Linked DNA regions of Mus musculus: all the other regions are linked to region 1. Evidence: chromatin contacts called from public Hi-C and HiChIP or PLAC-seq data. All regions are on one chromosome and are shown on one strand. Each heading gives the region's core, a stretch centred on a gene start, on an enhancer-like site or on the middle of the called end of the contact. The rest is flanking DNA. Distances are from core to core; before and after follow the strand shown. Region 1 holds the start of Klf7 (Kruppel-like factor 7 (ubiquitous)). Region 2 has its middle 94 kb from the start of Gm35803. Region 3 has its middle 62 kb from the start of Gm13749. Region 4 has its middle 60 kb from the start of Gm35803. Region 5 has its middle 30 kb from the start of Gm13749. Region 6 has its middle 12 kb from the start of Gm13749.

Region 1 (4,926 bases), core at 1,801-4,300:
GCAAAGGAGTCTCAGAATTTCACCATCTGGTTAATTTTGAGCTAGCAGTTGCATAAAACCACCGCTACCCCCCTAAGAGTCAGAAGCAAGGGGCTGTGGAGATGGGGAGGAAGGAAGAGATAAAGGCTAAAGGTTTCGTCATCAGCATGAACTCAGGATCCTAGAACAGAGTCCTGAGCAGGGTGCTCCAGGCCATGGTACCTTGTTTAGAAGTGCTTGCCTGCAAGTTATGTTTCCATGTGGACTTGGGGAGGGGTATTAAGATGAGAGAAGATGGCAGCTGGAGACAGTTGAGACAAGAAATAAGAAAGAGGGTGGAAGTGAAAATTCCTTTGCCTGGCGATGTGTTTAAAAAAAAAAACTAAGCTAGGTTTCTATAAGGGGGAGGAGGGAGAAGGAGGAGGGGGAGAGGAAGAGCAGAGCTGGCTTCTGAGGAAACAATAGATCTAATACATCCCTAATTGTCAAGCCAGTGATGTTTCCTTGAAGCTGTACCTTCTGGATCCTCCAGGCAGATCTAGAAAAGCAGGTTTCCTCTAAAGAAGCCCCCACCCCCAGCCCCACGAGCAGGCTTTACTACCCTGAAAACTGGAACCAAAACAAAGTTGTGTGATTCATCTGGAGGGAACGTTGTAACAAATAAAGCCAACTTTCTTCCCTCCAACACTACTTAACAGTTAGTCACAAACAAGGCCTGCCTCGGGCATGCTGACTAAATCAACAGATTCCCTTCCCTAACTAGTCTAGACTGTAGTTAATATGCAACTGATTCCACACCAGTGGGCTGACAGGGTGAAAAGAAGGCTGTTTAGGGGGGGAAAAAAAACCTAAAAACAAAACAAAAAAAACGAGATTCTGGCAACATTTTGGCTTGCTTCATATCAAAATACAAAAGAAAGGATGTAGGGAGATCCGACATGAGACATACTCTTCTTAAGGGCAGCAGGAAAGGATGTATATAGGAAACGATGTGAGTACTCTGCCTGCGTGTTTAGCAAAGGACAGCATCTGCCAGCCTTCCAACTGGAATCCATGCGCTACACAGACACACAGACACGGGCAGCGAATACCTGGAGGAAAACTCCCGCAGCTACCAGCCAGGCAACAACTAGTAACAATGGCACAGTCTTAAGATTGAGCGCTTTACCACTGGCTCCCTATACCGTGAGCTTAGCATCTCTTCCTAAAGCAGCAACTGTTACATCCCAGCCTCAAGCTGGCAAACCCTGCTTTGGATCCTGGCAAAGGAAACTCAGCCGTTCATTAGCCTTAACAAGCTGCTGTCACTGAGCAGAGAAGTTACATGAGCAGCCACACACCAAGGATCCCAGGGCCCTCCCCAAGGGCAAGGTTTCTCTCTCTCTCTCTCTCTCTCTCTCTCTCTCTCTCTCTCTCTCTCTCTCTCTCTCTCTCTCTCTCTCTCTCTCTCTCCAGGATGGACTGTACAAATTCACACTCTGAACGTGCAAATCCAGACTGTCTTCCTGGACTTTCCACGGTGCACACTGTAGAGTTTTTAAACACCCGTGGTGTCCCTATCCCCAGCCGCCCCGCCCCCACCCACCACCATCTTTCCTGCAGAATGTCCCCCTCAGCACCTCCTAATCGCGGCTGGAAAAACCACTGTTTCCGTAGCAGACCCAGCACTTTCCACTGACCAGCACTTTCTTTATTCCACTTCACAAAGCCCAGTGAACTTGTCCCCAGTCAGGCTTCAACCTCCCGGAGATGCCAAGAGAACTTGGCACCGGTACCCTTTAGCATCCTAGGAGTTTTCTTAACTAGTCCTCTAAGACAAAGTAGGGAAGCAAGGAAGCACACACCACCCTTTGTCCAAGGTGGTGCTAACCTGAGAGGCACCCCAAACAAACAAACAAAAAGCAAGGACACAGTACAGGCTGCTCTCTCTGGAGGCATTAGCTAGAGAAACCATACAATACATTGTCAGCCTAAGAGAGACATATCTTCTCATCTTCCTTGTACATATCCTTAAGCATCTTTTGTCACCTGGCTTCTCTTCGTACAGCTCACCTTGTATCTAAAAATCAAGCTCCTATTCTTTATTGACACTCAGTAAATTACTGGGAAAAACACTCCGTGCTTCCCCCCACCCCCCTTGACGGTCTTCAGGACCAGTTGAAATGGATAAAGCTGATTTAAGTACTAAGGTCAGAACTCCTGCATCTAGGAACGTGGTATCCTGTCAACCATTGCTCGACCACCTTCCCACCCGGCTCCTCCAAACCCGAGAAGTTCGCCAGCAATTCTCTGCTAGGGGACAGCGAGCCGACAACGTGTGCGCAAGGATGTGTGTTGGTGACAGAAATGCAGGCAGCTAGGACCGGCTCAGCTCAACACACTAAGGGGCTAGGGGTGGGTGGAGAGGTAAGCGCATATGATTGTTTCACAAAACATTTTAAACAACACACAGCCAAAAAATAAATAAATAAATAAAAAGAAAAAATTAATTAAAAAAATTTCAACTCAAAGCCCACACCAAACGCAGCCCCTGCGTCTCCGCCGCCGCCACACGATTTACACAAGTAATTTAAATCATTCACCTGCTGCCAGGTCTCCTCCAGGGATGGCAAAGCTGAGAAGTAGCCGGTGTCGTGGACAAGTTGTAGCTCCTGGAATATACTATAACTAGCCAACACGTCCATGCTGCTGCTGCCGGGCAAAACCGGAGGAGAAACCCTCCCCCGAGCTCAGCTGGGTCTGTTTGTTTGTCAGTCTGTCTGGCTCACCCCCCAAGAAGGCAGACATCCAGTGGCCCTTTTGTTTTGTTTTGTTTCAGTCAACTAAAAAAAGGAGAGAAAAAAAATCAATGCAGGAGAGAGGGAGAGAGGAGGTGAGAGAGGAGGGAGAGAGAGGAGGTGAGAGAGGAGGTGAGAGAGGAGCGAGTGAGTGGGGTGGATCGGAGAGAGGGATCCAGCGTGTACAGTGCAGATGACTGCCAGGAAAAGGGGACTTCACGGGAGTAACAATTCCCTTCCAGGGCTCTAATCACTCCAGCGCGTGGATCAGGAAGGGGAACGCAAACTCACTGACACGAAGCTGCCATCTATATCTGCAGCGCTGTTCGCTCCTAATGCAATCTTTGCTCTTTATTTTGGGAGGTTGCATTTTTTTTCTCGCGATCGCTTCTCTCCCCCCCCACCCCTTCCCTTCCCTCCCCACCCCCCACCCCATCCTCGCTAGTTTGTAGTCCCCCCCCCTTGTCTCCTCCTCCTGCTCTTCCCCCTCCCCAAACTCCCTCCCTCCGCCCCGTTTTGCGCGCAGCCGTGGGATCTCGGAGGAGGGCGTCCATTAGGCCGCGTGTGACCATGTAAGGTAAACAGGGGGCTCATGAAGTCACTGAGGACCAATGCGGCACTCGGAGAGGACCATGGGGCGGGGCCTGGCCCCGACGGCAGCCGCCGATTGGCGCGCTGCGGATCTCCCTGCTGCCTTACAAGGCGGTACGAGGCAAGCTATTTTTAGAGGGCTATATAAAGGGGTAGAGGAGTCCGCCAGGCGGCCGGGGAGCTTGAGCGCCAGGGAGTGTTGCTGCGACACTTGCGCTGGCTCCTGGGACGCCTAGGCGGCCGGGTTCGGGCTGCGCGCTGGCCTCCGACCCTCGCTGCAGGGCTCGCCCGAGCCGCCGGCGCCCGTACCCAGTGCAGATCCGAGGGGACGGGTTGCCGCGGTGGCCGATCGGGAGGTGCGGTCCCGGTCCTGGGTTAAGATGCCTCCTGCGGGAGCAGCCGGTAGAGCGGCGGCGCAGCGGTCGGGGGCAAGGAGCTCTTTGCACTCGGCCTTCCGCCAAGCATGGGGAAGAAGGGTAGCAAGGGAGAGCCCAGGCTCAGGACAGCGTCACGTACCCCAGACTAAAGCCCAAAAGCCAGTTCCGAATTCCCCACAGGGTGCCGAAATGAAGTGCCAGAGAGGAAGTGCCTCACAATGGCAGAGAACAAAGGCGAGCTGCACGGAGACTAGCTTGCGCCCGCCCCCGACGCTGCACGCTGTCCCCGCCCCGGCCCGCGCGCCTCCGTGCGCGCCGCCGATCGCCTACCGCCCTCCTTTTCCTCTGAACTGAGCCTAAAACCTGGCCAGGAGTCTGGTGTCCAGCATCTAAGCGTGTGCATGAAAGAGAATAGGGGGAGCGTGGGTCGAATTAGGGTGCAGGCTGGAGCGGGGAGCAGTTAGCTAGCAGATCCTTACAAGAGGTTTATCCAGTAACTTCATGGAGCAGGTATGGAGCAGGGCTCTAAAGATCTCAAGATTCTGCAAGCTCAGAAATGGAAACCTGTGCAATGCACGTGGTTAAGAGTTGCCCATTTGTTTGCTTGACCTTAAATGGCTCGTGTGCCTTCTCCAAAATACACCGAAAGCTGGACTCCTTTAGAATAACTACAGAATTCAGTACTTAGACACGAGAAACGTCCTTATACCTTCAATGGGAGAAATACAATTTAATCGACTCCATATCATTCCTTTCTATTGATAAGAACATTACATTTGTTTCATAAAACAAAAGATCACCCATTTCCCCCAGAGGAAATTAATTACTAAGATTGGAGAAAAGCCGGTTTATTTGCCCTTTAGTGCCTGACATTCTTGTTGGTCAAAGAAACAAAATTCTTTGCATAATTGATGCCTTGCTTACAATGTGCTGCCTCCGATCAGCTCCATGACTTGAGCAAATGGCAGTAAAGGCCTGGGCTTCCCAGGAACAAGAATTCAAATATCTGCCACTCTTGTTAGAAGAAACAAAATACGCCTAGGGTAGTATGTCACTGTTAGGAGGCATTAAATGTTGTTGTCCACTGTCCCCAGACTTTAAGCAAAGAAATTAAATAGCACCTGAACTTATAGTCTCCATAGAGAACAGGCCAGAGTCTAGAAGAAAATAAGATAGCGAAACCTTGCAATAATTTGTTAGGT
Region 2 (4,926 bases), core at 1,656-4,155, 250 kb after region 1:
AAACCCAGAAGTAGATAGTCACACAAATATAATTCCATCTCTAACATCAAAAATGACAGGATATAACAATCACTTTCCCTTAATATCTCTTAACATCAATGGATTCAACTCCCCAATTTAAACAAACAAACAAACATAGACTAACAGAATGGATACATTTTGCTGCATACAGGAAACACACCTCAGTGACAAAGACAGACACTACCTCAGAGTAAAAGCTTGGAAAACAATTTTCCAAGCAAATGGTCCCAAGAAACAAGCTGGAGCAGCCATTCTAATATTGAACAAAACTGAATGAATGGAAACATGTATAAAAGTTGGGGTCATAGACAGATGCACTTAGCACTTAAAATGCACAGAATGCATAGAAACAAACACTTGTCTAGGACTAATTGGCTATTCTGTGTCTTTTGTTGTTCCATATCAAATTGAGGATTTTCTTTCTATTTACGTGAAGAATGAGATGAGGATGTTGATTGTGATTTCATTGAATCAGTAAACTGTTTTGTTAGGAAGCTCTTTTTTCACAATGTTAATTCTACCAAGATATATACTTAGGTGGTGTTCAAATTCTAGTATGTTTCTTAATCTCTTTCTTCCCACATTTAAAGTTTTCATTGTAGAGTTTTTTTTTACTTCCTTTGTTATGTATATTCTAAATATTTTTTTGAGAAACTGGGAAGAGGAGCGTGTCCATGATGTCTTTCTCAGCATGCTTGTTACTCATATATAGTAAGACTGGTAAATTTTGTAAGTCAATTGTGTATCATAACACTTTGCTGAAATTATTGATAATTTCGACAATTTTTCTAGTCAAATTTTGGGAACATTGGATATAAGATAATATAGTCTTCAATTGAGAATAATTTGGCTTAATATTTTTTCATTTGTATCCCTTCTCTTGCCTTATTGCTCCAGCTAATGCTTCAATTACATTATGGATGAGCAGTAGGGACAGTGGACAGTCCTCTCCCATTCCTGATGTTAAAGAGGCTTATTAATGGTTTTATTCATTTAGGATGTTATTGGCCATGGGTTTGCCATACATAACCTTTATTATGCTAAAATATGCTTCCTACAGTCCTACTTGTTCTAGGGCTTTTATTAAGAAGGCATGTTGAATCTTATCAAAGACTTTTTCTTTACTTTTTTTTTTTTTTGCTTCCATTGAGATGATCATATGATTCTTATATTTATTGTCCATGTATTTGGTTTATTACATTAATTTCTTATATATGCTAAAAATAAAAATAAAACAATGAAAAAAAACTAAAACAACTGTGGCTAAATGATTAAATATATGCATGTTTTCAGTTGTCCAATAAAATAGACATTTAAAATGCCCCATCATCTGAGATCCCATGCCTTCTTATCCCATGGATGCTTACACACACACACACTATCATGCTAGAATCCTCTTGTATGCCACCACTTATTCATCCTGCAAATATATGAATTTGCTGAACTTTACTAATCATCTACCTTGTGGTCAACAGTATGCTAGACCTCATGTACCCAAAACAATAGACCAAAGCTCATAGGATAGAAGGGATAGCAAAAATTCAAACAAGCTGGGCGTGGTGGTGCACGCCTTTAATCTCAGCACTCGGGAGCAGAGGCAGGCAGATTTCTGAGTTCAAGGCCAGCCTGGTCTACAAAGAGAGTTCCAGGACAGCCAGGGCTATACAGAGAAACCCTGTCTCAAAACAAACAAACAAACAAAATTCAAACAAATATGATACTGAATTCTCTGCCACATGCAGATAAATATAAGGCACTTTGGTGCTTTTAACACAATCCCAGAGGGCCTCCTAGAGGAGATGACTTTTAAGGTAGATATGATCAGAAAAGCAAAGTGTGGCAGACAATCTTAGTAAGCATGAAGATAATCTAGAAATAAAGGGTCAGTGACGACATAGGACATGGTATGATATGGGTGCCACCAGGCTGGAGCACAAGCTCCATCAAGGGAAGAATGAAAGAATGCACAAGTTTCAGTAGACTTCAGGAAGCCTGCTGATGCGTGGAAGAAACACAGATACATTACCTTTGGCTCATTCTTCAGAGAAAACTGCTAGGAAAACATCTTTGTGTTCAGTGTGTTGATGATAAAGTAACCAGGTTGTACAAACCATGACATGGACTCAGGTATTCCATCATAAACTAAAAACTGTGTCTCTCTGGTCCCTCCACCACTAGCAGCTTCAGAGTCACATACTAAAGCTTATGTCCCAATGGGATAGAATCTGGGAGGTAATTATGCCTAGATATAGTCTCGGATATAAGACTCCAGTGTGCGAATAAGACTCTGATAAAAAGAGGAAAGGCCAGGAAGATGGCTCAGTCAGTAAAGTGCTTACTTGCCTTGTAAGCATAAGGACCTTAGGTCAAATAATCCAGAACTCAGTCCAGTTATGGGGGTCAGAGAGAAGCAGGTTTCTTCGCTCTCTGGCCAGCTAACTTGGCCATGGTAAAGTTCCAGACCAATCAGAAACCTTGTCTCAAAAGGTAGAAGATGATGCAGAAGCAATACCTGAAGTTTCCCTTCAACCTGTGTACATGTACATACACACACACACACACACACACACACACACACACATATGCGCACACATTATACACAGATGGGAAGAGATACCAAAGCTTCCTCTTCTGCCATGTGATCATATATTGAGAAGGTAAGCCAGAAACCAAATGAGATAGCAGCTGATCTGAGACTTTCAGACTCCACAACTTGAGAGAATGTTTCTGTTGTTTAAGCCTAATCTCCAGGGGGTTGTTGCCATGCTGTGAGACTACTAAAGTGCTTCTCTTTCACTCCCGTTAGTCTTAATGTGGTGACTCAGGCTGGTCCTTCTGTCTGTGGCTTCAGCCTTCTTACTCTATTTGATGACCCCACATCCTTGCTTACATAAGTCATCCCAGCCATTACTAATGGCTTGGTCAGTGGCATCCTGAGTGACCTGGAAGATTATGATTAGGACATAGTAAGTCCAGGACTAACAAAGTCAGGGCTCTTCATAGTCTATTTGACTGATCTGGTGGAAGAAGGCTAGTAAGGATGTTGTCAGTAACAAAGCAGGAATAAAGCACGCAGGGAGTGGTGTTCATGGACAGACAGTGGGAAGAAGGGGAGGAAGCCCCACCCACAGAGCAGGAAGGTCAGAGATGAGAACAGAACGGATGGCACAGAATATCACCTTCACGGGTGAAGTGTTCCAGAGCCAATCTGACAAAATAATGCCCGAGAATTTCCTGTTTGAATCTGAGCTGCTCGGCTCCAGCAGGAAGCAGCACCCTATTTTCATATAGTCACATTTCTGCCACCCACGTGGCCTGTCAACCCTTGAAAGTAATACTTCCCACCCACCCACCCTGTGGAAATCTGCAGACTTCCCACAGGGCAGTTTCCAAATACCCAAAGCCCCACTCAATCAGAGTAGCACATGGCCATACATATTTAGGGATTTTAATCTTTCCACATAAATCACTCCCTCTGGCTACTTAATCATGTGTGACAACTTGCAGTGACTGCATCTCGTGCTCTGACTTCCCTGAAAGGTCTTGCAAGCTAAGCAGGGTTAAGCTGAGTCAGTAACTTGAATGAAAGGCACAAGATCCACACCGGAAATGCACGGAACGAGTCAACAAGCAGCACATCTTTCAGAACTGTGACCTCTCGCCACCAGGAAGTGGAGCTCTGGGTGACTCTAGAAACTATGTGACAACAGCTCACGGTGTCCTCCTCGCCTGTGGAAACTGGCCTCTCAGCATTAGCCCACTCTGTGGGTCTGTGCTCCTGTACTGGCTAGTTTTGTGTCAACTTGACACAGCTGGAGTTATCACAGAGAAAGGAGCTTCAGTTGAGGAAATGTCTCCATGAGATCCAGCTGTGGGGTATTTTCTCAATTAGTGATAAAGGGGGAAAGGCCCCTTGTGGGTGGTGCCATCTCTGGGCTGGTAGTCTTGGTTCTATAAGAGAGCAGGCTGAGTAAGCCAGGGGAAGCAAGCCAGTAAAGAACATCCCTCCATGGCCTCTGCATCAGCTCCTGCTCCCTGCCCTGCTTGAGTTCCAGTCCTGACTTCCCTGGTGATGAACAGCAGCATGGAAGTGTAAGCTGAATAAACCCTTTCCACCCTAACTTGCTTCTTGGTCATGATGTTTGTGCAGGAATAGAAACCCTGACTAAGCTCCCAACTCTTTTTGGAGGCAATTTGCCTTAATCGGAGGTATCGTAAAGCCAATCAAGCAAGGATGGCCCAAGGACTTTGAATCCAACCAAGAATTCTCAGACTTTAAGATTCCCAGGCCATAGCTGCTGGGAATATAGCAATGTCTCAGTTCTTTATTTTAACACTACCATAACCTCAAACTTTGAAGATCTCGATTGGTTAGACTCTGTTAATGATGCCAAGGTCCATGTAATTGTGTGTGTTGTGTGTGTGTGTGTATGAGAGAGAGGGGGAGAGTCGGCATACGTTATGAATAGGTGAGCATGTGGTCGTGGGTGCATATATGTAACTGTGCACATTAATGTTTATACATATGAGTATGGGAGCTAAAGGACCATTTCTGGTGGTATCCTCAAGACTAACTCTGGTGGTATCTATCTCCTTTGAGATACAGCCTTTTATTGGCCTGAAACCCACCAATTAGCCTAAACTAGCTATCCAGTGAGCCCCAGGGATGCACCTGCCTCTGGATCCCCAGCCCCAGGATTATAAGCACACAGCACATTACCCAGCCTTTCATGTGACTTCTGGAGATCAAACCCAGGCCCACATCTCTATTTTATCATCAACTGAGTTATCTCCCCAGCTCTCTTCTAGGCACTTTTCTCATAATGAATTATTCATTTCAACCCTATAACAAGAGAGTAAAAGCTTTGCCCATGGTCCTACAGAGAGTAAGAGGCAAGGTTGAGT
Region 3 (4,926 bases), core at 1,261-3,760, 220 kb before region 1:
TGCATGCCTGTCAAAGTCTGTAATGATCCTGCTGCATATATCAACAAAAATAAGACATATGGGACAATAAACCTGGAGCGAACTTAAGAAGAGGGAAGAAAATCTGTAGTTGGGATGTCTTTCTGTTAAGCACCTAAATGATGGACAGAAGCAGAGCCCCGGAATGATAATCTTTATCAAGCTTTCTAAGGGGCAGCATCCTGTGCAGTGAGGCAGAAGTGTTCCGTTGGAAAGCTAGGTGGTGGCTGATGCTGACTGAAATACTGTCCAGCTGGGAAAGTGATGGAAATGTGCCCAGTGGCTGATTTCCAGGTGATTGCCTTTATTGCTGTTCCATGCCCAGGCAGATTGCTGAGGGGCCTGTAGAACAGCCAACCTCCTCCGGGAATCTCCCCAGCCTCCTGTCCTCCGCCTCTCCATTGTTCTCTTAGGAGTATACACTTCTTCCCTGAAACTCCTTCTTTCCGATGATCCCAAAAAAGGATATTGTCAAGGACCAGGGAAGGACCAAAATCTATCTACACCAAAAGGTTGACGGCTTTGCCCATGCCACATGGAAACTGAAAAAACTAGGGCAAGTGAGAAGTGACTTAGTGAACATTTTTTCTTGTCTTTTCTTGTTTTTCTTTTCTTTCTTAAGCCAACTAGTGTGGTATGCTACTTAGTTAGCATATGACTTTCTGTAGCTTGCTGGCTGTGGTTTGAAAGCCTTGGCCATGTCGAATGATCTCAGTTATTTCCAAACTTCAGTTTTATTTCTGCATATAATCATCTACAAGGTCCACAGAGGTTCTTGTAACTCCTGGTGAGTTATATTCATTAATTTTTCCCCTTGTCCTAACCTCTGGCTGGTGTGTTGACTAGATCATGGGAGAGGCAGATGCCAAGAAAGTATTTAACATGGAAAAGATTTATAATGGGTAGGGTGGTTAAAATCATTATAAAAGATGATGAATAGAGAGCTGGAGGAAGGTGGAAAAAGAGAACCTATCTGTAATGCAGATGTGTCAGCTGTGACAGAGAAGAAGAAAAGACAATGGGGTAGTAAGTATCCTGGCTAGTGTTTTTGTTAACTTGATACAAGTTTAGAGTCATCTGGAGAAAGTAACATCAATTAAGAAATGACTTATGCTGGATAGTTTTGTGTCAATTTGACACAAGCTAGAGTCATCAGAGAGGAAGAAGCATCAATTGAGAAAATGCCTCCATAAGATTAAGATGTATTAAGTCTATAGGGCTTTTCATTAATTGGTGCTGGATTAAAAGGTCCCACCCTATTGTGGGTGGTATCATCCCCATCCCTGAGCTGGTGGTCCTGGGTTCTATAAGAAAGCTGGCTGAGCAAGCCATGAGGAGCAAGCCAATAAGTAGCACCCCTCCATGTCCTCTGCACCAGCTCCTGCCTCCAGGTCCCTGTCCTGCTTGAGTTCTTATCCCAACTTCCTTTGTTGATTAACAGTAATATTGAAGTGTAAGCCAATTAAATGTTTTTTTCCCAAACTTGCTTTTTTGGTCATGGTATTTCATTGCAGCAATAGAAACCCTAACAAAGCTATGCCTCTATTAGACTGACCTATGGGCAAGTCCATGGAGGGAGGGACCTTTTCTTGATTAATGATGAATATGGGAGGGCCCAGCCCACTGTGGCAATTCCACTCCTGGGATGGTAATTCTTGATTATATTAAAAAGGTAGCTGAGAAAGCCAGCAAGCAGAGATCTTTTATGGTCCTGATTTTTAGTTCCTGCCTCCAGAATCTTGTCTTGACTTCTTCCTATGACTTCCCTCAGTGATGGACTGGGACGTGGAACTGTAAGATGAAATAAATCCTTTCCTCCCCGAGCTGCTTTTGGCTATGGTGTTTATCGCTGCAACAGATATCTAACTAGGACATAAGGTTACTAATGGCTCCCATCTGTGGCTTGGCCCCAAGAAGATGGATCCTAGAGCTGCCTGCATTGGTAGCTGCCATGGTGAAGCTCTGTCACACCCTGTGCTCAGTCATCATTTCGGGCTATCCATGCCCTACACATCCTCAGCCTGAATCCTGATTCAGATCCTCAAGACTGCCATAGCCAGAGACCAGAAACAGTTTCTCTCTTGACCAAGGATTTGAGTTACACACTTGCTTAGCAGTTGGGAGAAGGAAATGGGCCCTGGTAGCAAGGTAAAAGCTAACCTTCATATGTACTCATAGAGGCTCAAGCCTCTCTGACAAGAGCAGAGATACTGATTTCCCCATGCACCCATCTGTCCACCCATTCTTCTGTTCATTTGATGCTTTAGATAATAGAATCAAATCTATTGAAAGTGAGCTCATCTGACTGAGACTGAGCCTCTAACCACAAACAACAGAGAGCCTGCCATAGTTCCTGCTTGATTCTTGCTAGTGCTTTGTGTTACTGTCAAACACATGTTCTAACCTCTTTGATTCCATGTTCTGGGCACAGTAAATAATGAGCTTTAGCACAATGTCCTTGTGTTCAGGGTCAAAGATAGCAACTAAGTTGCGGCAGAGGTGGCCAGCTGACTTGGCTATGTGCCTTCTAATTCCTAAGTCACTGAAGCTGTTGGCTTTCAAAATAACCCTGGCCTTTGGTAATAATATTTCATATCAGCCTCTCTCCAACTTATATGGCAACCTGCCATGCATTGTGGAGTTCAAAGAAATCACAGACATTATTTCAAGAGCACATTATTTTGGGGAATAGAGATGTTAGAAATATTTAGGGCTTGGCAGATAATAAAAATAGTTGGTTTTTATTATTATTTATTATTATTAACAAAGATTTCTATCGATTATAATATAGTACTCCCTTAAATCAGGTGTTTGTAAACCCCTTTCATTTCTTTCATTCCATTATTTAGTCAACCAAAGAACACCTATCTGCACAATAGGGACCAATCTTCCCACCTCACATACATTCATTCCCCCCAACATTGTTTATATTTTGGCAGGCTTTCTCTCGTGAGGCTTAAAGAATCACATGTGTTTGCAGGCATTTTATCAAGTAGTTTAAAGAGCATAAAACTTGCAGTCATAATTTTGGAAGTAAATTTTATTGTTATGGCTTTAAAACACAATCAAATAAAAGCAAGAATTCCATTAGTAGTTGAATATTGTGATAATAGAGTTGAGAATAAATTTTATTGCTATAGGAACTATAAAACAGCAATAATAAAAACACTATTATTGTGAATAAATTGTATTGAGATGACTAACTAGAAAGCTATAAAACACGATGATAAGGGGTAATCTAATCACCAGGAAAGACGTGATAATAATTCACCCTTGTTAGCAAGGAGCCTGAGGTTCCAGCTCATTGGCCTTGAGGCTCTGGGTTACTGCCTGCATTCCATAAGGTTACAGAAAGATAATCTTTGGCCAGTGGGGTTGGCAGGAGACCACATATTGCAGTAAAACTGGACATGGGGATTCGGGAAAATCCAATTATCAGTGAGTGTTAGGAAAGCCCTGTGTAGTAATGCCAAATGCCTTCACAAGACATTTGGGGTGGGAGAATGTTTACAGAGTTTTCCTGACAGTTTTATATATTTGACTGTGTGTTTTCATGTATTTAAAATGTTCTGTTTATATTATTTCAGAATAACTGAGTAGAATTGCATTTCCATTGAGGGATGGCTGAGAGCTTACCTTTTCTGTGAAATGCCTGTGCACCTCATTGCTAGTTATGCATCTGCATTGCATCCCAGTGTGCATCCTCAGTCCTGGACCCATCCATCTGTGGAGGTGAAAGTCCCATTGACACCTGTACTCCAGCATTCACAACACCAAGGATCCTGCCCCCATCTCTTCCTTCAGGCGAGAGGAAGAGTATTGTGGGTAAAATGTTTTTCACTATTTAAAAAGATATACGAGCCTGTGATGGCGTTTATGACATCAGCGCTCAAATCTGTTCTTGCTGACATGTCCTCTGATGTACCTTATCTTGACTTTCTAAACCAATATCGTAACACACTATCAACAACAATGATAAACTGCCTGGACAGGGGCTCTGGATTTTTCTTTATCTTCTTGCAGAACAATGGAGCTTCTATTCTGGACCCTTTGCCTTTTGGGTCTGCTGGCTCCTGTGACCATGATAGGTGGGTGGGATGTGAGAAGATGGACCAACTTGTGGTTTCAGTTGTTTAAATAAAAATATTTAATTTTCTTCATTATCAGTGGAGCTGTTCCCCACCTCCTTCCTATTTATGTGTATCACCTTGAAATGGTAATAGCTGAGGACACTAAAGTTTTATCATTGAAAGTTACTCTTGGAATCCTTGAATACATTTCTAACAAGTATTTCCTCACCACTAGATATTTTATGTTTTATGAGTGGGAAAAGGAAATTATAATAAAATTTTTATCTCTCTTATTTTCATAGTGCCTCAATTAGTAAATCATATTGCTCTAGTTAGTAAGAAAAATGTTTAAAATCATCAAATAATTTCACTTAGAGACAATCACTGTTAATGTTCCTGATAGATAGCTAATTATGTTTAGAATACTATTGCTAAGATTACAGTTAAATCACGGTAATTTTCCTATGACATTCGTGATTCATTTATAACATATTACAATTGTTAATAATATTCCATCATTTTGGTTAACTTTTATTTTTATAATTTTACAAATAATGTCATGATGATCAGTCAGGCAATTTCTTTCAAATTTTTGAATGGTATACTCTAATATAAGTTATAGGATGTGCAATTATAGGGTTAGGAAAATACATTTAAGCATCGTACTATAAAATGGCTTGATTAAAGGCTGTACCAGTGCATACATTTAACAGCCACGTAGGAAAGCATTTTATTTAAGCATTTGCCAACTTGATAAGTAAAAACTCCCCACTCTTTACATTTTTTGCATTTCAATGCCTTATGATAAGGTTAAATGCTTTATCTCCCTTATTTCTCA
Region 4 (4,926 bases), core at 706-3,205, 220 kb after region 1:
TTTATATGCCCCAGTACGGGGGAACGCCAGGGCCAAAAAGTGGGAATGGGTGGGTAGGGGAGTGGTGGGGAGGGTATGGGGAACTTTTGGGATAGCATTGGAAATGTAACTGAGGAAAATACGTAATAAAAAATATTAAAAAAAAAAAGAAAAAAAGAATGAAGGGTTTTATATAGCTGAAACAAAGGAGTGAAATTATAACATTCACAGGAAAGTGATGTATGTAGGTATAGCTTCATGTATATGTCAGACTCAGAAAGACAAACACCATGTTCTCTCTCATATGCAGTATATATGTATATATATATGTGTGTGTGTGTATATGTATATATGTGTATATATATGTATATATGTATATATATGTATATATGTGTATATATATGTATATATGTGTACATATATGTTGGAACAAGTAAATTCTAGACAAGTAATAGAATATATGTGAGATAAAAGCAGAAGAGAGGACTATTCTTCAGGGAGTAAGGGGACCCACAATAAGGGGAGAAAGGCAAGATGAGGGGAGAGGAAGGCAAAAAAAATACATGTATATCCGTTTATTATAGTCTAACTGTGGCTGTTTGAATAAGGATGGCCCCATAGCCTCACATGTGTGAATACTAGGTTCTCAATTGGCTGAAAGGTTTAGAAAGAATCAGGAGGTGTGGTCTTGTTGGAGGAGGTGTGTCACGGAGGCGGGCTTTGAGGTTTCAAATGATTTTGTGGACTGGGATGTGGGCTCTCAGCTGCTGCTCCAGTGTCCTGCTTGCTTCCATGCTGCTATACTCCCTGCCGTGAAGCTAACAGCTCCACCTCCACCTCCCAATTCTGCAAGCATAAACCGCAAGCAAGCCCTTCCTTCTCTAGTTGCCTTGTTCATAGTATTTTATCACAGCAATAGAAAAAAAATAGTAACACACTAACCAAAAGGCTAAAACAAGAACATACCTTCCCATCTCACAGAGAAGAAAACAGACAATAATGAAAAAGACTTAACTGGTGTTCTATACAAGCAAGTTCTCCTGCATTTGCAAAAACAAAGGTATCTCAAGAAACGATAAGAGACCTTGCCTAGAAAGACAGGCAATCATGAGGAAGGTGAAGGATGGACGGGAAAGGAGCATGCTAGTTAATGAAGAAAGCCCTAGAGCTGCGGTCTCTCCCCGTTGTAGCTGCTTTACAGATACTGGAGGGCAAGACATCGTCCATAAATTATACTCTGACCCCATTTTCTAAATTTCATTAAAAAACATTTTTTCCCTCTTTTATCTGAACATTCTCTTTCGACTTTCACAAAGACACTCCTGGGTCTGTGTTATTACCCAATAAGTTACCTGCTCCTGTGCGCGGTGACTGTAATCAAGCCTGTGCGGCTACTCTAACAATGCACCTAAGTGGGCCACAGACCTCGCTTGCTCGCCCTGTTGTGTCATTTCACTTAATTAATAAGCAGAACGAAGATTTCAGAAAAGGAGGAAATTTGATTACACAGCATTGTAATGGCACTCGAGTCTACAGTGAAGATGGAGTGGGGTCTGCCCCCTTAAAATTTCCATTTGCTTTACCATTGTACAGTGGAAATGTCAGCGTAGCTCCACTCCACAGCCCCTCCCAGGTGGCCTTTAGCCGCGTCTCTCGGTAATACTAAACCATTAGTCATGCCCGGGTCAGTGATGTGTCAATAACAGAATAATTATTAAAGGAAGCCTTAAGAGGAAGGACAGCAGCCTCAGTTTCAGAACTAGATAGACCACCCAGTCATGGCTGGTTGATTAAATGAATGGATGCTGAATAAAATGTCCCCTTTACATCTGGAGACCTAAGGACTGCTGATCCCATTATTCCAGGGTTTGTTTGTAGCTGCTAAACACCTTTTCAGACCAATAAGCCGCGCGGCTTTTACTCCTGATGATTGCAGCCCGCCCTTCCCAAGTAGAACAAATTTACCGGAGTTAATGGCTCTGCCGTTTTAAAGGAAGTCAGTCAGCGGAGCAATTCAGAGCGATTGAATCTTTGCAGAATGCAAGGTGCAGAGAAGACATGGACTTGAGAGCCTGAAATTGGGGATGCTCGCATCTTGGGCTAGACCTCTGAGAGAACCCAGCGAAATGCTAAGGAGAAACTCCGAGGGGGTGTTTCTGAAAGCCCTAAGCATTAAAATGAGGAACAGGGAAGAGAGGCGAGTATGCGCAGGACTCCCTGTGAGCATGGAGTCCCGCACCCAGGGCCAAGAAATTGTCACTCCAAGAGCAAGGCCTTCAGCAGAGCCCTTCTCAGGCCGTTCAGAGGAAGAACAACTCGGTTGACCTCTTTGATCTGAGACTTCCGGTCTTCAGACTTCAGAGAGAATGACTCTGGGCGGATTAGGCCATTTTCTTTTGTGGGTTTTATCATGACAATCCTAGCAGGCATGTGGGAAGCTCTAACCGCAATGTTTGCTGGTTGAGTAATCTTAGGCACGTTATTTAAACTTATGACCATTTACTTCTTGAAAAATGAGAACAAAAATGTATTGTTTATTATAGGAATCACATATTTATTATGGGAATTAAATCTGTATGTAAAGAATGGGCTTCAAATTCTAATAGAAGCCCAAAGGAGAGGGCTGGGCCAGGAAATGTAGGGGGATGTTCAGCAAGCCCTTTAGACAGTTTTCATCAAAAGCAACAATAAAATAGCATTTCTAATACTTCCTTTATGTGCATTGTGATTAGAATAAACCTTGTTGCCTTTCATCTCTCAAATTCAGTTGTGGCATAATTACATTTCAGACCAATAAATAAGTAAATAAATATCTAAGAAACAAATGTCTTTAAAGGGCAATTCCTTGATCTATACCATTGATGATGATATGCTGAAAAATGATACTTCCTGTCATGTTCTTCCTCCAATCATACAGCCTCCAGGTTAATCATAAGGAAAACATTGAATTTCCATGAAAGATTATCCTACAAAGTATCTCACTAGTGCCCTTAAAATTGGCAAGGTCACAAACAATAAGGAAAGCCTGAGTAACTGCCCCAGCCAAGCAGAAACCAGACCTATTGAGAACAACTGTAACAGAGATACACAAGTCCCCAGGAGAAGAGCCTAGAATACAAAGAAGGTCTGAAATAGAAACTACGGAAGTCTGAATTACTGGATGTTAATAATACACAGCATTGCTCCAGTAATGTTAACAAATGTGCCACACTAATGGTAAAGTGTTAACGACAGAGAAATCAGTAACTGGAGACTAGAGACAGGGAACCATCTTCTCATTATCCTGTAAGTCCAAAGCTAATCTGAAACACAAAGTCTTCTGAGGCTTGAGAGAGATGGCCTGTGTGGAAGCACCGGCCATGGAAATGTGGGGACCTGACTGTGGATCCCTGGGACCCATGCAATGTTCAGAGCATCAGTATTTTTATCCCAGTGCTACATTAGGGGAGATGGAAGGCAGAGCCAGAAACTCACCAGCCACTAGCCTGGCATACACAGCAGACAAACAAGAAAGATGCTGTCCCAAGCAACGTAGAAAACAAAGACTGATGCACTAAGGTTGGTCTCTGACCTCTACATGCTTGCATACCTTGGCACATGGGTACCCACATTCACATATAAGAATGCACACACATGTGTACATACACTTCATGTATACATGCCATTTACACAGTAAATAAATACATAAAATTAATTTTAAAAAGCCCAAATTTTCTGAAGAGTATTAGAGAAATTAAATACGTGACTCAAAAATACTTTATTCTAATGCTTTTTCCTCTTCACTGGAGGTGCTGCACCCATTGCACTATCACACCTCTACACACAAGTTCATATGTACACACACATACTCACACACACAATCACACACACAAGAACCGCCTTCTAGCCTCATTGATAGGGTGCCCTCCCCCACTGTCTCCGCACTTGACCCCAAGCCCTCCTTGACAAACGTCACTAACAACTACCAATCAGAGTAGTTTTCAACACCCAAATAACTCAAAAGTTCTTCCTTTGCTGCCCATAGAATAGCAGCATAAGACTCCCCTGAAGCAAGTATCCCTTCTCCAGCTCTGTTAGCATTGTCATAAGCAATCCTAGTAGGGAATTTATAATAGATAAAATTATCAGCCCCAATACATTATGACTATTTCAGAAATCAAAGTGTGTGTGCGTGTGTGTGTGTTCATTCTCTTGGTACTTAGATTTATACATTTATTTAATTTTAATCACAGTGGGCCATTGAGATGGTTCAGTAGACAAAGACACTTGCTGTCAACCCTGGCAATCTGAGTTCAATCCCTGGGACCTACATAGTAGAAAGAGAGAACCAAGTTCCTCAAGTTTTTTTTTAATCTCCACACACTTACCATAGCACAGTGGTGCATACATACTCTCTCACACACACAAATAAATGTAATAATTCTTTAAATGGCATTTGGGCCGGGCAGAGAGGCCAGTTGATAAAATGCTTGCCTTAAAAAGCCTGAGGTCCTGAGTTTGATCTCAAGAGCCTGCCTTTTAAAAAGTCAAGGTGGTATGTGTTTGCAATCCCAGTGTTGGGGAGAGAAAGACAAGCAAATCCCCAAAACTTGCTGATGAACTGGTTAGCCCACTTAGAAAGTGCTAGGTCACTGAGAAATCCTGTTTCAAAAAAGACAAAAAGGAGGAGGAAGAGGAAGACTATGAAGATAACGATGATGACAACACATGAGGAGTGAGACCCAAGACTGTTCTCTGGCTTCCAAATGATGGATGTATATACACATAAGCACAGACACACACACACATAAGCACACATACATACAAACCCACAAGCACACATACACACACACACACACACAGTGGCAATCTCAATACTACCTTCAAAACTTACACTATTTTGATGAATTACAAAGCACACAAAACTATGAATAGTAATGTTCAGACATGCCTGGATATGTAATGTGA
Region 5 (4,926 bases), core at 1,156-3,655, 190 kb before region 1:
ATTAAAACAAAACAAAAACAAACAACCCCCAAGCCCCAAACATAACACAAACAAAACAACAAAAAGAAATCTCTGGAATCTTTCTTTCATCTTCTCAGAAAGGAGAAAATCTATCTGTAGGCTAGAATCACAATTCTCTTTTCTACTTCCTCATAGTAATTAATAATAGAAAAAAAAATCCTAAGAGTCTTTGCCAACAAAGAAGGGAAAACGAGTTTGCTATCCCACCCCTAAGATGTAAAGAAAGTGAACTTCAGAGAATAAAATAAATATAGGCTGGCTATGGAGTAGTTGTTTTGCGTGAGCTTCAGAAATGGAGGAAAAAAAACTAACAAACAAACAAAAAAAGCACACACACATACACAATCAAGGAATAATTTGGATTAAAAAATGTGGCTTGGGGCTGATTCATGTGACACAAATAGAGATAAGGACCCGCTCAGACCAGCTGGCATGGAATTTTATTCAGAGAAGCAGAGGGACACACGTGAGTTACGCTGATTAGGAACAATCCTTTTCTTTGCCAGACGACACGTGAGTGTAGTTGGCGAGTCGTTGTCCACTGACCCCAGAACTGCTCTGTGTTTCAAGGATGACACACCGCAGCTCCCTGCAGCCTTTCTCTGGCCTATTCATTTTCTTACCAGAGTTTTTCTCCTCCCCGACTCTCCCTTTCTCTCACAATATCCTCTTCCCAGGGTGAATGATGTGACTGCTTTATTCCCAGCATTTCCTTGGCTTTCTCTACCCCATTTCTCTGCTTTGGACAACACAACCCCAGGAACTAAGACAGACTCAGAATTGTTTTGGGTGAAAAGAGAAAGAATAGGTGAATGAGCAGAGATGGAGGAATTCCCAGCAGAGAGGGGAGAGAAGAAAGAAGTGCTTGCAAAGGTGTTTGTATGTGTGTGTGTGTGAGAGTCTGTGTATGAGTGTGTAAGTCTATGTGTGTGTGTGTGTGTGTATGAGTGAATGTGAGTGTGAGTGTGTATGTGTGTGAGTATGTGTGTATATATGTGTGAGTGTGTGTGTGTGTGTGTGTGTGCACACGAGTCACTGTGTGAGTCTGTGTATGAGTGTGTGAGTCTGTATGTGTCTGTGTGTGTGAGTGTGTGTGTATATGTGTGTATGTGTGTGTCTGTAGTACATACAGAATGTCCCAAGTACCTAAAGGATGCTGCTGCCCTACCCCCTTACTACCACCACTACTTAGTTCTTCCTTTGGAATTTCTCTAGTCTCCTCCCAACCCTACCCAAGCACCACTACATCACATTTTAGCACTCATCCGTGAATTTCAGAAAAGAAAAGGAGAAAGGGTTCTAAAACTAAGCCATTCCTAAAGGACAGAGTGGGGAGAACTGATACACATTCAAGTTCAGCCTGGACGCCTGTGACCAACACCTTTGAACATCACAGTGCAGGCAGGAATGACAAGTGGTTTCAGTGAAGTCTGTGTAGAATCTAAGCATCTGGTGGATTGGCTATAACGTTGGGATATCTGGAATCAGAAACTCTTAGAAGGTCTGTCAACCTTATGTAGAAAGTTTTATCAGGAGGTCAGTAAGAAGAGAACTTACCAGAAGTCTGACAAGTGATGAGCTTTAGTCGTGACTGATCTTGGAAGAGAATCTGCAGAAAGGAAGGCTGACACTTAACAGATCTTCTAGTTCTGAGAGATTTCTTGTAGAATCAGGAGACGTGGAAGTAGAGGGATGTATCAAACATCTGTAAGAAAAAGTGAGTGGGTGAAACCACAACAGACTATGAGCTAAGTGATGTGAAAGAGACAACATGGGAAGAAAGAGAAGCCAGAGGGGAGAGCAGGAAGAGATGTATGGAGAAGCTGTCATTTGAGAAAGTCCCTCAAGGTTGGGTAAATTCTGGTAGGTAGAGATTCTAGGTCCAGGCAGCAGCCTGAGAAAAGAAGGAGAAGCTAAGGGACAGCAAGGAAGTTTTTCTACAATGTGGGGTAAGTGTATAAAATATATTATGCTGGAATGGTGGGTTAGGAACACATGATAGAAGATCTCAAAATCTAGGCTAGGTAGTTTGTGTTTATTTCAGTGGGCAGTGAGCAATTACTGGAAGCTTTCAGCAGGATCAAGAACATGGATATGTGCATCTGGAGGCCACGTGGGATCAACTGTGATAAAGATAGATGGGAAAACAAGGAATGCATTAGAAGATGCAACAGACTAATTTTGGGGTAATGAGTCTGAGATAGAGTAATAGCAATGGAAATCAACATTGGTGACTTTGAAGGGGAGAAAAAAGAAGCTAAGGAAATCTACAGAGTTTTACACATGTGCTGTAGTACCATTATGCAGGACCAGAAATAGGAAAGTCAGGACAGTCTCATTGGTGAAAGACATATGAAAAGAAAGGTGGGTGTGGTTAGTGTGGGGTACCAACAGGCTACCTAGACATAAATGCTCAACAGGAGGTAAGAGAGAAAGTCTAAAACCTCAGGGGTAGATCTGTACAAAATATAAAACTCTTGGATTGTCGGATTTATTTTTAACAGCAACTCTCTCGGCATTTCCCACCTACAGATTCAAGTTGGACAGAAGGCGGCAAGCACACTGAAAGCAAAGCACGGAACCAATTATAGAGTTGGATCGAGTGCAGATATTTTATGTAAGAATACTCTTTTTCTTCTCCTCCTTCTTCTTCTTTAATGGTATCCAAGGCACAGGAGAAATCAATGAAGTTTAGAACGTGAGTCGGGCCAAAGAGTAGGAGTTCCTAAGACCCACAGAGAGCTGGACAAATCAAAAATGACCAAAGATAAAAGCAAGTCTGTGTGATTCAGTATTATGCTCTCTGAGGATATGGTGTGAGTGCAAAGGAAAAACAATGATATGCTGGCTCAAACCAGAATTTTCCCTGGCTTGAATTTAAAAGAGCTGGCAAGTCAGAAGGCACAGGAGTTAACAGGAAGGGGATTGTCCTTTGAGCCTTGGTCAGTTGGTGGCAGTCCCAGAGGATCCACCTGCCAGGAAAGCAGATTAGGGTTAAGGCTGGGGAAATAGTCAAAAGAGAGATTTCAGCTGACAGCGAATGCTCCTTCTCCAAATCTAAAGTACAACCTCACACCCACCTCCTAATCCCCACACTACCCACCTTGTGATCCACATACTACCCCCCATCTACAACCCTGCCTTTAGCTCCTGGGGCCCACCTAGCTAATATTTGTGTCATAATTGTCCTGTGATTCATTTGTCTGTCTGTTTTTTACATTCCTTTGTGAGAATTAGTCCATTCCATTCTTGCCTTGCAATTTGATGCTGCCTCGTTTTTTGATCAACTGAGAAATTTTAGCCAAGTCTCTGCTATGTTCCAGGCACAAGGAAAAGCAAGAAGCCAAATAAAAACGCAGGCTCCACAGGGGCTTTTAACCAAGGATGAAGTGGTCCTAGTCAGAAACAGCTCCATCATTTTACTGGAGAAGCCTTTATTCCATGGCATGATGATGGAGTTCCACCTTTCGAAGTCTGATTTCTACATTTTATCTTCCTGGTTTCATTTATAGATGCTGTCAGGATCCTCAAAAGACTGGGATGGAGACATTGGGATCTCCTTCTCCTACACATTTGAGCTAATGGACAATGGTACCCATGGGTTTGCTCTGACCTAGTGCGTATGTGAAGAGGCCAAGGATGCCATTCTCTTAGTCCTTGATGATGTTTATGAGAATTTCTGGTCCACCAACAGTGCCAGGAAGGGGGCAATCACAGTCTCAGCACTGACCATGCTGTACTTCTTCACATCTGTCCTTTAAGTGTGTCCTTCCCTGTCCCGCTTAGCCCCCAGTGATGGGAATGTGGTTGGGGTGAAGGTGTGTGTTGTACAGAAACCAAACCCTGGAACTAAAACTGCTCTATATTCTAATAAAGAGTCATGCTAGCATTTTAAACATTTGTTTTGCTGGTAATTAATTTTTATTGCTCCATGAGACTGTTGTATTACTTAGCTATTAACAACTATAAAGCTATAAACTAAACCCTTCTAAAATTCAGTGGAGCGTGCACCTGTACACCAGTGAGAAAATTCTGCTGATCTTGGTGCTGCTTGCTGATGCAGCTGAGCTAAGTGGTAGGCAGGTTGACCAGGCTCGGCCTGAACTGAGCTGAGGGGTGATATTCATGCTTTCTGGACATTTTCCCCCCCAGCGGGTTTGGCCTGACATGTAGGAAGGGACAAAGTCCCAACCTACAGGCACTATTCAAATCTCTGCTTGTATCACTTTTATTAATATCCCATTTGTGCTGGCTAGTTTTTATGTGAACTCGACACAAAGTAGGGTCATCTGGAAAGATAGACACTTAATCAAGAAAATGCCTCTGTATGGTTTATAGGCAAATCTATAGGGCATTTTCTTGATTAATGATTAAGGTGGGAAGGCCCAACACATTGTGAACAGTACTGCCCTGGGGCATGTGGTCTTGGGGTGTATAAGAAAACAAACTGAGCAAGCCAGTAGGCAGCACTCCTACAAGGTCTCTCTGCTCCAGTTATTGCCTCCAAATTCCTGCCCTGAGTTCCTGCTCTGTCTTCCTTCAGTGATGGACTATGATACAGAAATATAAGAGAAATAAATCCTTTCCTCCCCAAGTTGCTTAGGGTCATGTGTTTTACTACAGCAATAGAAACCCAGCCACAGCATCACTGGCTGAAGGAAGTCACTTGTCTGAGTCAAGAGTCAACGTCACTGTTTAGCTTTGGAGATGAGACAGCGCAGCAGGAACATGCTAAGCTCTGGTTGTTTTTACTCTATGTGTGTGCAGTAGAATCCCACTGTGCTTGGAATCTAATTAGAACCTAGGTGAAGAGGTTCTGTGTTCTATTTATCACTTTGAATGTATGATCCCAATATTCACTAAGGAAAAGAAGTACACATATGTTCCTTGGGTCTAGTTTTAGTT
Region 6 (4,926 bases), core at 1,179-3,678, 140 kb before region 1:
GAAATAGATTTAAAGCAGATATTTCATGAAAGGAGATGGTGAATGGTAGCCAACAAGAATGTGGAACGAGGTTAATATCCTTAGCTGTGAGTTAAAGGCTCTAAGGAAATGTTCAGTACACTGGAAATGCTCTCAGTCTGGACTAGGGTGTCATCTACATGAGTGAACAATCTAACAAAATTTGTCACACTTCCTTTTAAAACTTAGATCTCACTGTGGGTATATTTTACAAAACTTTAAACATGTTCACACAACCTATCTTTTCCTTGCTGACTTGTTGCTATCTGGATGTTTGCTCTTGAGAGTCAAGTTGTTGATCATTTGGTCATCTGTTTTGTCTTCCGCCCACTTTTGCATTCATCGCTGAATACAGTGCTTTGGATTTGGGAGAAACTGTCCTTCCATCGGTCTTGAAGAGAGTTGGGGAGCATGGGAGGGTGGAAAGTAATGTGTTCAGTTCAATTTAGGCAATTATAGCATTGGAAGAGGAAAAATTCGTGGGATGCCAACTGAGCAGGACTGATTACACTCCGCTGATGTAGAGGAGGACCCACAGAAGGAGGAATACGGAAGTCATCCTGGGCTCCTGCTGCAGAGAAGGAAAGGCCTGACAAGCTGTCATTCACGTTAAGGGTCACACTGACTCTTTTATAACAAAAGACAGGTTAACAAGAAGAAGTAAGAGCAGACTTACATAATCAAAGCTTTATGGCAATGGAGACTTCAGGGAAGAAGAGCCAATGATGCCGGGGAAACTGGCAATTTTTATGCTTAGGTTCAGTGGTCAGCTGTGCGGGAATGTAAGTGTGCAAAAGAGAATATGATTTAAGGGTAGCAGGCTGGGAGGGAAATCCAGGAAGCCCTGTCCATTTGGCATTCCTTTTCTTGGCCTTTGCTATAGCATTCCTTCCTTCTGGGTATGAAGTAGGGCTCTCTGGAAGAAGAGTCTTCAAGAAAAGAGGGTAATTTCTCTGGGGTATCTAACTTGATGAGAGAGAAAAAGAGAGAGAGAGAGTTCTATTGTTCAGGTCTCTGCCCTGGAGAAGCAGAATTCTGGTTCCTGTGATGGATAGGGAAAAGGAATGGGAGACAGGGAGGGAATACCAGAGAGGCCATGCTATTCACTTTCTTGAAAGCATTGTGGCAAGTCCAGGCCCTGACCTAATTATTCCATATTGTGTAGACTGGTTTCTCGTTTTTCAGACCGTGTGATGCTCTGGGGGGCTCCACTTCATAAGCAGCTTTTGATTCCGTTTTTTAAGAGTGAAGGATGACTCTGTACCTTGCTGGATGCATGAGTGACACCATTTCTCTAGTACCATCCACCAGGTGTGTGTGTATGATTTGAGAGTTAATATCACTAATTAAAAAATAAAAGAAGGTAGGTCTGTCTCAGTCAGCACTATCAAGGAAAACAGATCACTCTGGCCAATTAATGATATAAAACCTCGGTACCTTATGAATTTCCAATTGTTCAGTAAATTCTGATGTTGAGGATAGACACAAGCATGCCATCTAGGTTTCTGACATAGCATGCTCAAAATAGTCAACGTGACAAAGAGAATTCTCTGGGGTCTGTTGTGTTCCAACACTGTCTTAAGTGAGAAATGGGAAGATGATGTCCATTAACCGGGGAGTGACATACAAGAGGGGTAGATTAGGGCAGGAAAGGGTACAGGTGATGGCTGGCAGAAAGTGACAAGTTCTTTTGTGTGCAATGGACTCCAAGCACTTAAATGAACTCAGAAAAGGAGTTCAGATAGGCATTGGCAAATAATATCCAGAGCACTGAATTTAATTTCTGTTCTATAGAAGAAACTTGGTTTGGTTCCTGCATAATTTTCCTTTTTTTTTTTTTTTTCAGTCTTATCCACAGAATCAGCTCATTTCTTCTGACCCATACCTTTAAATTCTTTCAAAGTCACTGCCAAAAGTGTGACTTGGTTTGTATTTGGAAACTGGCCATTTCTAAACACAAGTCACACTCTATCATGCGTCGTCATGGTGGGATAAAAGAGCCCGTGTGTTTGAGGTCAGACTGACCTAACTTCTAATCCTTGATCTGCCATTTGGAAATCTTCTTGCCTTATACTAGTGTTGTGAGATACTATGACATGGAGAACTCAAAATTAACCCCCAGTGCTTAACATACAACCTACATTGGCAATGTGGTTTCCAGATAATGAAGGGGGTGAGTTTCACCAGCTAAGCAGTGCTAGGTAAAATGATGAATGGAACGGCAGACCCTGGACTCTGTTTCCTTCCGCAGTCTCCTCAAAGCTTGAGCCTCCTCTTTTCATCATTCTATCTGCTCTCAGGAGAGAATGTGACATCAGTCCATGGCGTCTCTTTGTTAAGGAGTTTACATCATCCTTTTCTTTGCCTGCCTGGGGACTTCACATTCCAGACCTTCTATGTAACATCAGGAAGAATGCACTGCTTCTGGTTACAGGCTTTGTGAGCTCCTTAGAGGGTGGCTGGTGTACAGAAGGGCCCTTCCTGGGACTGATGAAATCCTAAGCATTTATCACTTATCTCCCTTCTACTGGGCCCTGAGCCTACAGTTGAAAGCAGAGGACACCGTCTCACTGCATCCAGTGTGCATGGCTCCTCTAACAGCTCTCCAGGTTTTCTCTCTTCCTCCTTGACAAACCTCCTCCTCCCCTAAGCTATGTGGTTTTATTTTGGATTTTAATTATTTTGTTATTAGTAATAGTAATTCTCCATAAGAGACAAATGGGGGGGAAGGGAGTATTTGTCTTTTATTTACTATTCTTTAGGTTAAATGACCACAGGTTAATTAAATTGAGAAGTGTCCCTCCAGGGATGTACAAGGTCCCTGGTGGTCCAAGAAGGTAATAAAACCATGGAGAAACTGAAAGCATTTATTGCTCGCTGCTTTAGTCTCCACAGCAGGCAGCAGCGTCCAAATACAAATTTAGTTAATTATTGGGTGATTCAGAACAGGTTTTCTGGGAATTTAATTATCAAAATGGTCTGTATGGTACTACTATTGCTGTGGGGCAAATAACATGGAGTTGTCCAAGGGCCAGTGGCCTCATGTCCTGACTAAGCACATCCACCCAAAGAGAAAATGTAGAACAAAGAATTCTGCTGTGCTTTTATCAAAGAAAATGTCTATCACAGCAGCAACCTCTTTTAGAAGTGTGTGTGTGTGTCCCCGTTTTCTTTATTCCTTCGCCTCTCTCCCATTAATTCATTAATTTTGTAAGTCTCTACTAGAGTCTTAAATTCTCCCAAACAATAGGGTAGACAACCCCAGCATCCGAGCAGCAATGAAATCAATAAAGACTTTGGAGGAAGGCAAGAAGAATGGTACGTGGTAATAGCAATTATTCACTGCAAGCAGCCTAACCCATTTTTAATTTAATTTGGAGTGCCATTATTTCAGGATTCCAAACGCTAAGGTCATTTTAATCATGCAGATCCTGTGTCTTATTGAATTGTGGCAGAGAATTACTTTTGTGTGTGTGTGTGTGTGTGTGTGTGTGTGTGTGTGTGACCCTGAGTTTACAAGGACACGCTGGGCAAACAGCCAAGGTACTGTGCGCTCAATAATAATAAGCTATACGTGAAGTCAACGTGATGGCTATTAGTCATTGACGACCCTGATTAGAGGAGTATCTCCTCTTCAGACCCTGTAGCCATTTGAATTAGCACTTTGGAGAGTGAGAAACAGCACCAAATAAGCTGTCTCTCTTGTATGGTACGAAATACAACATAAGACAAACAACAGAGTAAAGCTATGCAGTAATTAAATATATAATGGAGAGGGGAACAAAGGATGATGAGGGTCTAGGAAGATAAATTTTAAAAGTTTGATTTTGCAATGAAAGAGAAATATCTTTGCTGGAGAGCTGGCCTCAGGTGCATGATGAGCAAGAACCTATTTTACTTTCCATGGAAAAAGAAAGAAGCGGGAGATCTACCTGGTATAAAACGGTGAGTGGAGGTTTCAATCTTCATCTTCTGTTCTCTTTCCTGGTAGCTGTAACTAATGGCTTAATATTCACACAACACGCCAAGACCTTCACAAGCCTTTGCATATATCAGCTTTATTTAGTTTTTTACCACAAAGCCTGAAATACACATTTCCCTCCTATAGACGCTTTTCAAAGAGACGTGTTTAAAAAGAAATGTGTAATCTGTTCTCAGATATCAAAACACAGAGCAGGAATTTTAAGCATTTACCCTTTTCATCCCATGTCACCAGATATTTTCAACTGTGGAAATACTTTTTGGTGATGCTGATAGTTTGTTTTAATAAAGAATTAGAGGGGGAGGCTAGTTCAGGGTCACTGTCCTGGCCTAGTGTACACACAGCCCTAGGTTCAATCCTCCCCCACATAGGACAAAACTGAAACAAGCTGAAAGCACAGAGCCCAGGTATGGTGGCTTAAGCTAGTCACTGCTGCATTTGGGAAGCTTATGAGAGAGTCTGTCCCCAGTCCAAGGCCATCCTGGGCTACAGAGTGCCACCCTGTTTTCAACAACACAAACAAAAGGAACGAAATCTCAGCCTTTCAACATTATATGTGTCATGACTTAAATGGCTTTCAAGGTTCTCAGAAGAGACTGCTCTACCAAGCCACTCACCTCCTCTTTAGAGCACTGCAAGTATTTAAGTAAGTTTTAAAGGCTCGCCATGTTCCAACGGGCCCCTCTGCCCAGGAGGAAAATGGGCTCTCTCCAGTGGGTTTGACAGGAGCCGCAAGAGGATGGAGATGCTCAACTAGTGGATACTGTGTCTATGCTGCTTGGCTCAGAGAGTCCCTGAACATGCTGAAATTGGCTTGCTATGTGACATTGAAAAGACCCTTATCTGTCTTTCCTCAAAAGCCTCTAGCCCTTCTAAAAAGTGTAGCTTGTCATTCTGGACACTATCTCATGTGACAAAATAGTCAA

What was found. A called contact is a pair of places that touch in the nucleus more often than the background predicts. HiChIP or PLAC-seq counts read pairs in DNA pulled down with a chosen protein or histone mark.
Region 2: an H3K4me3 HiChIP or PLAC-seq map of bone marrow-derived macrophages shows a contact between it and region 1, with 11 times the contacts expected there. The contact joins the enhancer-like site here to the promoter of Klf7 in region 1. A contact is called at or near these places in 11 of 39 promoter capture datasets (the 3T3-L1 cell line, 3T3-L1-derived adipocytes, the C10 cell line and 6 more), 10 of 484 Hi-C or Micro-C datasets (the 3T3-L1 cell line, the N1E-115 cell line, bone marrow-derived macrophages and 5 more), 18 of 115 datasets of contacts at active chromatin or transcription factors (the NIH/3T3 cell line, acute myeloid leukemia, astrocytes and 12 more) and 3 of 9 other capture datasets (adipose tissue, bone marrow-derived macrophages and liver).
Region 3: a contact with region 1 is called in a Hi-C map of Sertoli cells, with 3 times the contacts expected there. The contact joins the enhancer-like site here to the promoter of Klf7 in region 1. A contact is called at or near these places in 5 of 39 promoter capture datasets (the 3T3-L1 cell line, HPC-7-derived erythroid cells, embryonic stem cells and 1 more), 4 of 484 Hi-C or Micro-C datasets (the AML12 cell line, the HL-1 cell line, Sertoli cells and 1 more), 9 of 115 datasets of contacts at active chromatin or transcription factors (acute myeloid leukemia, embryonic forebrain, embryonic stem cells and 6 more) and 1 of 9 other capture datasets (adipose tissue).
Region 4: a FOXA1 HiChIP or PLAC-seq map of pancreatic cancer cells shows a contact between it and region 1. The contact joins the enhancer-like site here to the promoter of Klf7 in region 1. A contact is called at or near these places in 6 of 39 promoter capture datasets (3T3-L1-derived adipocytes, the HPC-7 cell line, HPC-7-derived erythroid cells and 3 more), 10 of 484 Hi-C or Micro-C datasets (the AML12 cell line, the N1E-115 cell line, brain and 4 more), 21 of 115 datasets of contacts at active chromatin or transcription factors (the 230-238 cell line, the NIH/3T3 cell line, bone marrow-derived macrophages and 14 more) and 3 of 9 other capture datasets (adipose tissue, liver and pancreatic islet).
Region 5: a Hi-C map of cerebral cortex shows a contact between it and region 1, with 2.2 times the contacts expected there. The contact joins the enhancer-like site here to the promoter of Klf7 in region 1. A contact is called at or near these places in 4 of 39 promoter capture datasets (the 3T3-L1 cell line, embryonic stem cells, hematopoietic stem and progenitor cells and 1 more), 6 of 484 Hi-C or Micro-C datasets (CD4 T cells, astrocytes, cerebral cortex and 2 more), 14 of 115 datasets of contacts at active chromatin or transcription factors (astrocytes, bone marrow-derived macrophages, embryonic forebrain and 8 more) and 1 of 9 other capture datasets (pancreatic islet).
Region 6: an H3K27ac HiChIP or PLAC-seq map of trophoblast stem cells shows a contact between it and region 1, with 28 read pairs. The contact joins the enhancer-like site here to the promoter of Klf7 in region 1. A contact is called at or near these places in 11 of 39 promoter capture datasets (the 3T3-L1 cell line, the C10 cell line, the HPC-7 cell line and 7 more), 12 of 484 Hi-C or Micro-C datasets (Sertoli cells, cerebral cortex, cochlea and 8 more), 18 of 115 datasets of contacts at active chromatin or transcription factors (CD8 T cells, the HPC-7 cell line, T-cell acute lymphoblastic leukemia and 15 more) and 2 of 9 other capture datasets (adipose tissue and pancreatic islet).

Annotation. Positions count from the first base shown.
Region 1 is chr1:64,118,339-64,123,264 of GRCm38.p6, forward strand. It overlaps Klf7 (Kruppel-like factor 7 (ubiquitous)), which reads right to left and starts at 3,051. Exons shown (of 4, transcript NM_033563.2): 1 at 2,562-3,051. The coding sequence starts at 2,663. It overlaps Gm35880 (a long non-coding RNA gene), which reads left to right and starts at 3,229. Exons shown (of 3, transcript XR_373464.4): 1 at 3,229-3,333.
Region 2 is chr1:64,371,271-64,376,196 of GRCm38.p6, forward strand. No RefSeq gene overlaps it. Among named protein-coding and RNA genes, the nearest start is that of Gm35803, 94 kb to the left of the region's middle. Within about 2 kb of position 2,906, at least 34 of the 459 cell types and tissues checked have an H3K27ac peak or open chromatin away from gene starts, as enhancers often do. A contact at or near this core is called in the N1E-115 cell line, the NIH/3T3 cell line, adipose tissue and 6 more, where this site is marked.
Region 3 is chr1:63,900,076-63,905,001 of GRCm38.p6, forward strand. No RefSeq gene overlaps it. Among named protein-coding and RNA genes, the nearest start is that of Gm13749, 62 kb to the right of the region's middle. Within about 2 kb of position 2,511, at least 15 of the 459 cell types and tissues checked have an H3K27ac peak or open chromatin away from gene starts, as enhancers often do. A contact at or near this core is called in Sertoli cells, where this site is marked.
Region 4 is chr1:64,336,451-64,341,376 of GRCm38.p6, forward strand. No RefSeq gene overlaps it. Among named protein-coding and RNA genes, the nearest start is that of Gm35803, 60 kb to the left of the region's middle. Within about 2 kb of position 1,956, at least 50 of the 459 cell types and tissues checked have an H3K27ac peak or open chromatin away from gene starts, as enhancers often do. A contact at or near this core is called in the 230-238 cell line, the AML12 cell line, the N1E-115 cell line and 6 more, where this site is marked.
Region 5 is chr1:63,932,151-63,937,076 of GRCm38.p6, forward strand. It overlaps the pseudogene Gm13754. Among named protein-coding and RNA genes, the nearest start is that of Gm13749, 30 kb to the right of the region's middle. Within about 2 kb of position 2,406, at least 11 of the 459 cell types and tissues checked have an H3K27ac peak or open chromatin away from gene starts, as enhancers often do. A contact at or near this core is called in astrocytes and cerebral cortex, where this site is marked.
Region 6 is chr1:63,974,628-63,979,553 of GRCm38.p6, forward strand. No RefSeq gene overlaps it. Among named protein-coding and RNA genes, the nearest start is that of Gm13749, 12 kb to the left of the region's middle. Within about 2 kb of position 2,429, at least 30 of the 459 cell types and tissues checked have an H3K27ac peak or open chromatin away from gene starts, as enhancers often do. A contact at or near this core is called in ganglionic eminence and trophoblast stem cells, where this site is marked.